Regions from separate parts of the Zea mays genome. Here region 1 is linked to region 2. A link is a contact called in public Hi-C data. All regions are on one chromosome and are shown on one strand. The core of a region is the stretch at or near the end of the contact, and the rest is flanking DNA. Distances in the headings are between cores, read along the strand shown. Region 1 holds the start of LOC100274784. Region 2 holds the start of LOC100277172.

The links. Hi-C and Micro-C count contacts between places; a contact is called where the count stands out from the background.
Region 1: a contact with region 2 is called in a Hi-C map of bundle sheath, with 3 times the contacts expected there. The contact joins the promoter of LOC100274784 here to the promoter of LOC100277172 in region 2. A contact is called at or near these places in 2 of 25 Hi-C or Micro-C datasets (bundle sheath and leaf).

Annotation. Positions count from the first base shown.
Region 1 is chr2:194,253,431-194,257,802 of Zm-B73-REFERENCE-NAM-5.0, forward strand. It overlaps LOC100274784, which reads right to left and starts at 2,895. Exons shown (of 1, transcript NM_001149067.1): 1 at 1,862-2,895. The coding sequence starts at 2,760. The coding sequence ends at 2,176.
Region 2 is chr2:194,020,532-194,025,414 of Zm-B73-REFERENCE-NAM-5.0, forward strand. It overlaps LOC100277172, which reads right to left and starts at 3,231. Exons shown (of 3, transcript NM_001150818.1): 1 at 2,937-3,231; 2 at 1,931-2,119; 3 at 1,301-1,625. The coding sequence starts at 3,188. The coding sequence ends at 1,548.

The DNA of each region.
Region 1 (4,372 bases), core at 1,645-4,144, 230 kb after region 2:
TATGATGAGTTGATATAAGATGTTGATTGCTAATAATATTTGCTACCATGTATGAGTAGATAGTACACATTTAGCCTTAAGAGAGTCACACTTAGATTGACAAAGTTAAAAACTTGACTTAGAAACTCAGCTAGTGCTTTTGGCAACCAAACCCCACAGCCAAACAGCTGCATGTCTAGAGGTAGAGGAGTAGACTCCTCACACCGGGTAAGTCTAGCTGAGTATTAGTATACTCAGCCTTGCTTGTGGCATAATTTTACAGGTTCTCTGGAGGACATGGTTGCTGGAGTGACTTGGCCGTCCATCTTGCCACCGGGTTGGACTGTCGAGTGGGACCCCACCTCGGCTGAGGAGGAGCATGAGGAGTGATGGGACATGCTTCCCCATCTCTCTGTTTATTTACCGTTAGTTTTATTCCGCTGCACTTCGAACAATGATGACTACTTTTGCAAAAACTCCGATGATGATGTAATAATTTAATACTCTTTAATGCATGGCTTTATGCTTTATTGTATTTGCTCTGTGACTCACCATCGAGTGAGATTGTGGTACTTGATCCTGTCAGTGGCCTTGTTGGACTAGATCCGAGGGATTGACGGGTTATTCCCATTTAAGTGTGGTCTAGCCTCTAAGGCAGGGCTCAGGCACTTAAGTTGGAATAATTCGGGCGGTTCCGCCACATTTATTATATTAAGTTTGGCCCGAGGCTTCAGTAATCCTAGATCCAACACCGACCAAAACTACTTACACTTTCTTTTATCAGTCCTATTGTTATGATATTGTGATATTCCTTTTTATCCATAGCAGTAGGGATGTATTACTTCATTGGTGCAATTTGCATGCATGATTAGAAAAGGATGTGTCCAACAATGGCTCTTTCACTTTTGTTTTGTAATAGAATCTATCATTTATCATTTTATTTCTTCAGAAGGTTTAAATATCCTGTTGGCTCTTGTATGTGCAGGAAGCGGGATATGCTACTTCAAAAAAATGGAGTATGTCAAGGCAGTGCCTTCAAAAGAACATTCCTGGAGGGAGGTACTACCCAGGCGTGTCACTGTACATGATGTCTAACATGCATTTGATTTTTTTTGTGACTTGTGAGACTTTTGTGACTTGTTATGTTGGGGCTTTTGTGACTTGTTATGTATGTGATGAAATGCTTGAAATGGATGGGATGTTGTTGTTATGTATGTGAGATGTTATATGTGACATTTTGTGTGATGTGGTTGTTAAGTATATTTGTTATGTGTACAATGTGGTGAATAATGAAAATGAAACAATATTTGTATTGCTAGTCAATTTATCTTGCTAGAGGTTACAGTAAACGATAGGAAGTTAGGCTGCTAACTTCCTAGAGTCTATAGAAAACGGTAGAAAGTTAGGCAGCTAACTTTCTAGAGGAGTAGTAAACGGTCGGAAGTTAGCTGACTAATAGCGACGTGTGCACGTCGTGATCCCATTAAATTCCGAGAGGCATTTTTGGCTCTAGAAAGTTATCTAACTTTCGAGAGGGCTCTAGAAAGTTAAGCTAACTTTCGACCGTTTCTTTTCAAGAGCGTAACTTCCGACGGGATGACTTAACTTTTGACGGGTCTGCTTACTTCGGAGAGTATAATGCTACCTTCCTGTGGTTTAGGCTCTAAGTATTTTTTTAGTGTAAAGTCCCGTTTAGAACCTTTAGAGCTAATAGTTAGCTACTAAAAATTAGTTGTTGGGTTCTAACACTCTCGACTAATACCATAGCTAATTGTTAGTTAGTTTATTATGGCTCTACCTAGCTAATAATTTATAGAGCTCCAAACGGAGACTAAAAAGTAGAGAGTTCCTCCGTATGTAGGTGAAATGCGAGAAACTGATGTTGGAATGACTTTCCAAAGAATACATTGATTTTGTTGTTGTTGCTGTTGTTGCCAGAACGTCTAACGATAATAGCTGTACAGATAAAATAGAACATGGAACGGAAAGGACATTCGAAAGACAAGGTGATCACCGATTGCCAATTGCCATTGGCCATGGTTCTTTACTTTTCCTTGGTCCCTTTGCCTACTCCATCCTGATCACAATCATACTAGCACCCACGGGCACGGCCACGGACCACGGTCCACCACGGCGCTGCTGTCTCGAAGCCACGTCAGCGTCACGCGGCTGATGATGGGGGGCGCCGCAGCGCACTCAATGCCACGCGGGGCTCACCCCGGAAGCATGCGCGGGGAGGGCCCACGACGTCCGTCCGTCTCCGTCCTCGGCCCGCGGCCGCGGGGCCATGAGCGCGGACCGCCAGACCGGGTCCACCTCGCCGTCGGCGGCCGCGGCGAGCCACGCGTCGACCCCCTCGAGGAGCGCGCGCCTGCCGGTCGGCGGAGACACCAGCCGGTCCCCCGGCACGCCGATGGCCGCGGCGCCCCCGTCGACGAGGGAGCGGAAGAAGACGTCGCGCAGCTCCCACGGCCCCGCGGCGGACACGCCCAGCCCGCCGCTGCACTCCTGCCAGGGGAACTGGAAAACCCCCGGCGGCCGCCGCGACGCCTCCCCGCCGTCGTCGCCCTCCCCCGCCGTCGCCGCGGCCTCCTCGAATGGGAAGTCCGGCGGCGCGGCGTGGACCTCCTCCTCCCTCGCGCCGCGCTTCGCCTTGCACACCGGCTGCCGCTGGTCGTCCATGCACGCGCACTGCGCCGCGTCAGAAATCCATAATTCAGAGGAAGAAGAAGAAGGAATCACCGCCATCGACACACATGCATGATGCGTATGCATCGTCATTGGATGGTATATGGTAGTACCTCGTACGATCGAGAAGGCAGCAGAGAGAGAGAGAGCAGGATCGGGTGGGAGAGGTTTTGCGCGCTGCTTGGCGAGAGGCCGTGTCGATGGTACGAGAGGTAGGAGGAAGAAGGTGCGTGGGCGGGGGGACCCGGGGGTGCTAAGAGACGGAGAACGCGGACGGGCGATCGAGCGCTTTGCACGCACGCCACGCCCGACACGCCATGCCAAGGCTCGCGCTCTGCTGGCCGGGCCTATCTATTAACCGAACGAGAGGGCGAAAACGGACAAACTGATGGAGCAGGAGACCAGTGCAGCGCGCTCACTGGAGCAACTCTGCAACTGCGTGCGTTGCCACGCTTTGCATTGCCTTGTTGGAGCACTTTCCACCTGTACCTTGGCCCTTGGGCATTTGGGCTTAGGGCGGGTCAGCACTCAGCAACTCAGCAGAGAAGCGCCGGGACGCCCACGCGGGGGTGCGCGACTGCGCGTTCTCGTGCTTCGCCAAACAAGGAACAACGGCTCGTGATGACACGCAGGTCGTGCGGAGCGGCATCCCGGAGCGCGGGGGCGGATCGCGTGCCCAGCGCCAGCGGCGAGGGTAACAGCCAACGTCACGTACGCGCGACGGCAAGTGCCCTGGCAAAAACTGGGCACCGCAAATGGGCGGGCACTCGCCGACGCGACGCGGCCGAAGCCGAGGCCGAGGCCAGGACGTACGCATCCCGTTTGCATGCGCTCGGGCCCTGTCTTTCCACCCCTCCCTCCCCTTCTGGGTCTCCACGGCAAAGGCAAGGGCTCCATCGGCATGATCTGGTCGATTATTTCATATTTGTGGCTGTCGACACGACTGTCGAGTACATATAATCATGTATCGGCACCGTGCGAAGAAATTATGCAACAGCTCATCATCCACAGGCGCACAGGCACAGCACAGCAGCTCCCGTTGCTGCTACCTGGCACAGTGCCACTGCTGTGCGCTTGGTCGTACAAGGCAACCTCGCGGAGTGTACGCCACCACCCCCTGCCCGCCCATGCGCTTTTAGCCAAAGAAAGCAACCGGCAAGACCACGGAACAGCACATCACCTCACTCATACAACGCGTATCATATACTCAAGTTTTGAATGTTTGGTCCAGAACGGATCGGAGACGCCGGCAAATAGTACCGAATTCACGATGATGGTATGTGTGTATACGCAGCTCCTCCACAGGTTAAAAAAACAACCAGGAAGGGTTGTGCTGTGTCATTGATTCAAGCGTGTGGAAGCACCTGATAGGCTGATACATTTCCTGTCAATGTCATTTACCTGAACTGAAATATAAGGCCATAGCTGAATTACAAGAACTGCTCCATGACAAGTCAATTTCCCAGGCCTTGCAGCCGCTACCAAAAAAAAAGTCTTGGGTATTTCTCAGTATAACATGAGATGCAAAAAAAGTGACACTCGGTGGTTAGTAGCAAAAATCATTTGCCAGTAAGGGGGTGTTTGGTTAGAGGGACTAAAGATTAGTCTCTAGTTTTTAGTCTCTTTTAGTCCCTTTTTTGCCAAACACTAGGACTAAAATATGGACTAAAATGATTTACTCTTTAGTCCTTCACATAGGTGCTAA
Region 2 (4,883 bases), core at 1,981-4,480:
GCCATCCCGTCTGAACGTAGCCACAAGCAGGCTATATATAGCTTCTTGAGATGGACAATTTTAAGACCCAAAACAGACCACCTATAGTAATTGATTTTTATACTTCACTTATGGAACCACGTGAAGTCATGATTATTTCGCAAACTGTTTATTAAGGGGAGTTCTAATGCTAGAAACCACGTGTTGTTACTATATCTATTTAATTTATCTAGATACTACATATAAAAATTATGGTTCTAATAGATAGTTTCTATAGAATGATCTTTTATAAAATCATATATCTTCTCTCTCACTTATCTACCTATCATATTTTTTAAAGTCATATTTCTTTACGTCTTGGTTCCCGTTCTCATGTACATCGACATGGCTTCTTATCAAGATATCATTTCTTCATCTACCTATCATAAATGGTGGAATCAGCTATCGCGGGATCCACACTCACGGAGTCACGGGCCCCAAGGCCCCAATGACCGACCTTGGCTCCCACAAAAGTGGAGCCCCACCGTCTAGAGCCCCACTTAGTAATTAGTCATCCAAATTGAAGAATTAAACTTATACAGAAAAGTTAGACAAAGTATGATAAGTTAGACAACAAACCAAATATACCCTAAACCTACTCCCTCTAGTGTCCTATTAGTTGTCGTTTAGGACAACGACTCAGTCTCCAAAATATAGCTTTAACCAATGTTTTTTAAAATACAAATAAACTATTAATACATTTATATTTTTATAAAAGTACATGCCAAGACAAATCATAGCATATATATACATTAGGTTTCAAAACTTAATAATAAAATGGTTATTTTAAGTTAAAATTTTATAAATTTAACTCAAATCTTGTACAAAACGAAAACTAATAGTACAACAGAAGGAGTAGAGGGCTTTGGTTGGTGCTCTAGGCTTAGGGACACTTCCGCACTTCAAGTTTTTTTCGACCACCACCATCTTTGAGAATAAACAAGTCCGTTCGGACCCTCGAGCACTTCTAACGGTAGGACACATATATTTTCTTAGTTGTCCAGGCCCCCTACCGCCCTATAGATCTCCAAAGTCTGATAATTCAAATGGTTGGGCCTTTGGTCCACTAGGACTTGAGGCCTCCCAACTAAGATGTATGAGTTCTTTGATTCTAGCCTCACAGCTGCACTTAATTTTTTATGGAAAATAAATTTTAGTTTTGAGAAGATCCTAACCATGTAAGTACAGTCGTTGTATACAAGTATCACGTATATAAACAAGAACAAAATAGTGGTACGATTAACCTTATACCAATACATGGCGCAAATTTTAAGAGAAATTTCACCGTGTCAATTCACCTAGTATTCTTTATTATATCGCTCTTTCTCCAAGAGGCCCGGGTGAAGCAGTTGTTTACCATGGTGCACCGAAACATAGACCAAGGGACTCAGGGCTTCACTCTCAGAATACCATAGTGGCCGTAATACCCATATGGTCATGGATCTGTAAAAGAACTCGGTTACAACTGGGTGTTTTAGATTCAGAGAAACGATAAAGCAGATACACCGGGTGTTTTAGATTCTTCTAAATCATTTTTTCTTGGTAGCTTCTTCTGCTCTGGTAAAAGAATCTGCGATTACATCAGTAGCCCAATCCTTGACATCCTCCTACAGGTAAAGGATACGGATATCAGTAGTAAAACATCCTCCTACAGGTAAAGGGTAAGAGGTTCTCCAAGACAATAGCTTGATTGCATGAGGATCCCATGAATGAAATATCTAAATCCAGATGTGGGAAGTACTAGAGCAACAAGCTGTTGAATAACAGAACATACAAGCCATATAATTTAAGCATTGGGATTAGTGGTGAATAAAAATAATAGAACACATCAGAGGTGACAGTACCATAAACCATCAAAGAGTACCATGCAAAACTTCATTTTAGAAACTAACCACAAGAAACATCTACTAACCAGTCGCACTGGCTCCCCCGTTCTTATCCGGGCATGTGGACGAGCTAACTTTGATTCAAAAGGGGTCCTTGGCCTGACTTCTTGGACCTCCTCCCATTCTTCACGAGATAGCATCCTTACTGTTCCTTGATCAGGGTGGCTATTCTTTATCTTGCGCTCTCTCCTTTCTTGATCTGTAGCTTCATGTTCCTTCCCACAGAAACAGAAAATAAGATTCATAACATTATTTTGATATCCTAACAAACATAAAAAAGAACACTATTCAATTTAAATGTTTTCTTTCGTAGCCATATAGACTATACAGTTGCCAGTAGTTCAAAATTAACCTTAAAACAATATTCTAGAATCTTGATGATTTAGTTAACCAGAAGGGTGTACACAAATCGCCACGAAACATTAGGCACCTAGGGGGTGATAACGGATTGTGAAACAAATATTTTCTTCACAATTTGTTTGAGTCTTTAATTGATTTTAGTTCAAAAATGAATAGAAATAGAGTCTGATCCTAATCTGATTCGATCCTTAAATTTTATAGTGTAAAATTTAGAGCTCATTACCACCCCTACAGGCAGCTGGCAAAAAATGTGAAGCTGAACGAACATTGTAGAATTCATCCGTATGAAAGGAAAGAAAGGTTGACTGAATGTAATATCAAACAGATCCAATAGTAAAAAGTCCAATTAGGATAACACAAATCTACCCAGGCCCATGAAGAAAACACTGTATACACTTATGAAGCAAATAGACAACTAGATAATAAATCCGCACTTCTCTCATCTGAGAACACTTGTCACAACCACCTTCAAATTCCTACAGGTTACATGTCTACATGTCCAAATCTAGCAATATGAAGATTCTACACTACGCGCCATAGCATTGACTCAACAAAAGATTCGCATAATGTTCGGGTATTCAAGGAAATACACAGTACTTGCAATTGCAACAGAAAACAACCCTAGGAGAAGCCAGCTACAGCTACAAGGCCTAGGAGGGCACGGAGCAGTACCATCATGAGGAGCTTGGTGAAGAGGGCCACGGCGGCGGCGGTGAGCACCATGGGGAGGGAGACCGAGTCGAGCCACGCCAGCGACTCTGGCGTGGGCACGAAGAACTCGTCGCGGCCCGGGTCGCGACGCCGCCGCCTCGCGCGCTCCCGCTCCGCCACGCGCATCCGGAGGAGGTCTCTCGGCGAGGCTTCTCCCGCCAACGCGACCTGCCTCGCGGACGCCCCTCCCCGCCGCAGCGCCGACCGCAGCATCGCCGCCGCGTCCACGCCCGCCACGCTACTCGAGAGGAGAAAAATAGAAAATGGATACAAAACTGTGTGAATTGTTTTTTTTTTACTTTTGGAGTCAATCAAATGGGCTAAGATGTTGGCCCTTGTATGCTCCATGGGATCTCGGCCCGTTTTAGTGGCTCGGTTTGTGTACCTGGGTTTCTTCCTTTCCGTTCTTCGCAATTTTACTTTTAACTTTTTTAACAGAAATACTCGCTCAAATTTTTATATTTCTATTTCAATTCTTAAAAGTGGATGTTTACTATTGCTATCGCTCTTAACAAAACTACGTCTGGAAATTTATGATACTAAATAAATGTAGTATAAACATATAACTAATGAAAAAATAAATATTATATTTATTTGGTACCATAAATGTTACTATTTCTTTACATGAAATTTGATCAAACATAAGGCTCTTTGATTATCAGAAAAATTTAAAATTACGTATATAATAGAATAGGAAAGTATTAAAAAACATAACTAAATAGCTACTAGATCTAAAGGTTAAAGTTTTGATGACTAATGTCCTTGCGGTTTTGTTTGGTTACTCTAGTATTGATCCAATCCACATGATGACGTAGTACACTAGGTCTACATAAGATCAAGGATTTCAAAACCTACCCAAATTGCCAAATGAAGGCCTCGCATGGGTGGTAGGCTTATTATGCTTTTCAGCTTTTGGGTACACTTGGACAACTACTCAACTAGACGAGCTCGTATCCCGCAGTATCTCCGTGCTCTAGTGTCACCGGGAAAACGTGAGATATAACTTTGCCACATCGCGACCAGCTGCAGCATATCACATCGGTGGCAGCATGTGATGCGTATCAGCGCGTGAGGCTGAAAAGGGGACGTGAACCCAACCGGGGTCCGGGCGAGATCGCAAGCGGGGGGCAGCGACAGCGGAGACATGCCATCGCCGAACACACCGTGTCGTGTCCGTCGGTTGCCAGTCCACACTGCCGCCTGCGTCGGCGTCGGCGTCGGCGTCGCCGGGCCAGACAGGGAAGCCAGCCAGCTACTCGTTGCAGATGGCACCGCCGCCGATGGCCTGATCGCGTCCCGGCTCTGAAACCGCCTGAAGTTCTCTCGCGTCCTCCTGCCTCACTGGACTGGATTGGAATTGGACCCTTCTCCAGCCTCTGCCGGAGTTTTCTTTGCCGATGCGTGTTACGCGTGGTGCATGCAAGATAAACCTGTGTATCTTCTCTGTTATCAAAACCTTTTGCTGATATCGTCTCGTCTGTTTTCACTGCTTTCTTTACCTGCAGGTGAGGCTGGCGTTTTAGTCTCTGAGCGTCTTTTTTACACCTATATATACACAATCACCATCATCGTTTGGCTCCAGTCGCCCATTGCCATGCCCGTCGCCGTGGTCGCTTTCTCCGGTTCTCCCCGAGCAAAATAATCACCTTCAGCAGACAACCGTTGCCACCTCGTCTATCTCGGCGCTGCTCAACATCATCTCAGACTCTGCATCATACATTCATACTACACTACACTCCTCCACCGTGATCCAAACTCCTCCATCCAGGTCATCATACACTCGATCGCCAGAAATAAACAAACAAACAGAAATAAACAAACAAATAAAAATATGTTTGTGCCACTGCAGACGCACATGCCAGTTCCAGAGTTCGAAACAGTGCTCGATAGTTTAATGGGCGCAGAGCT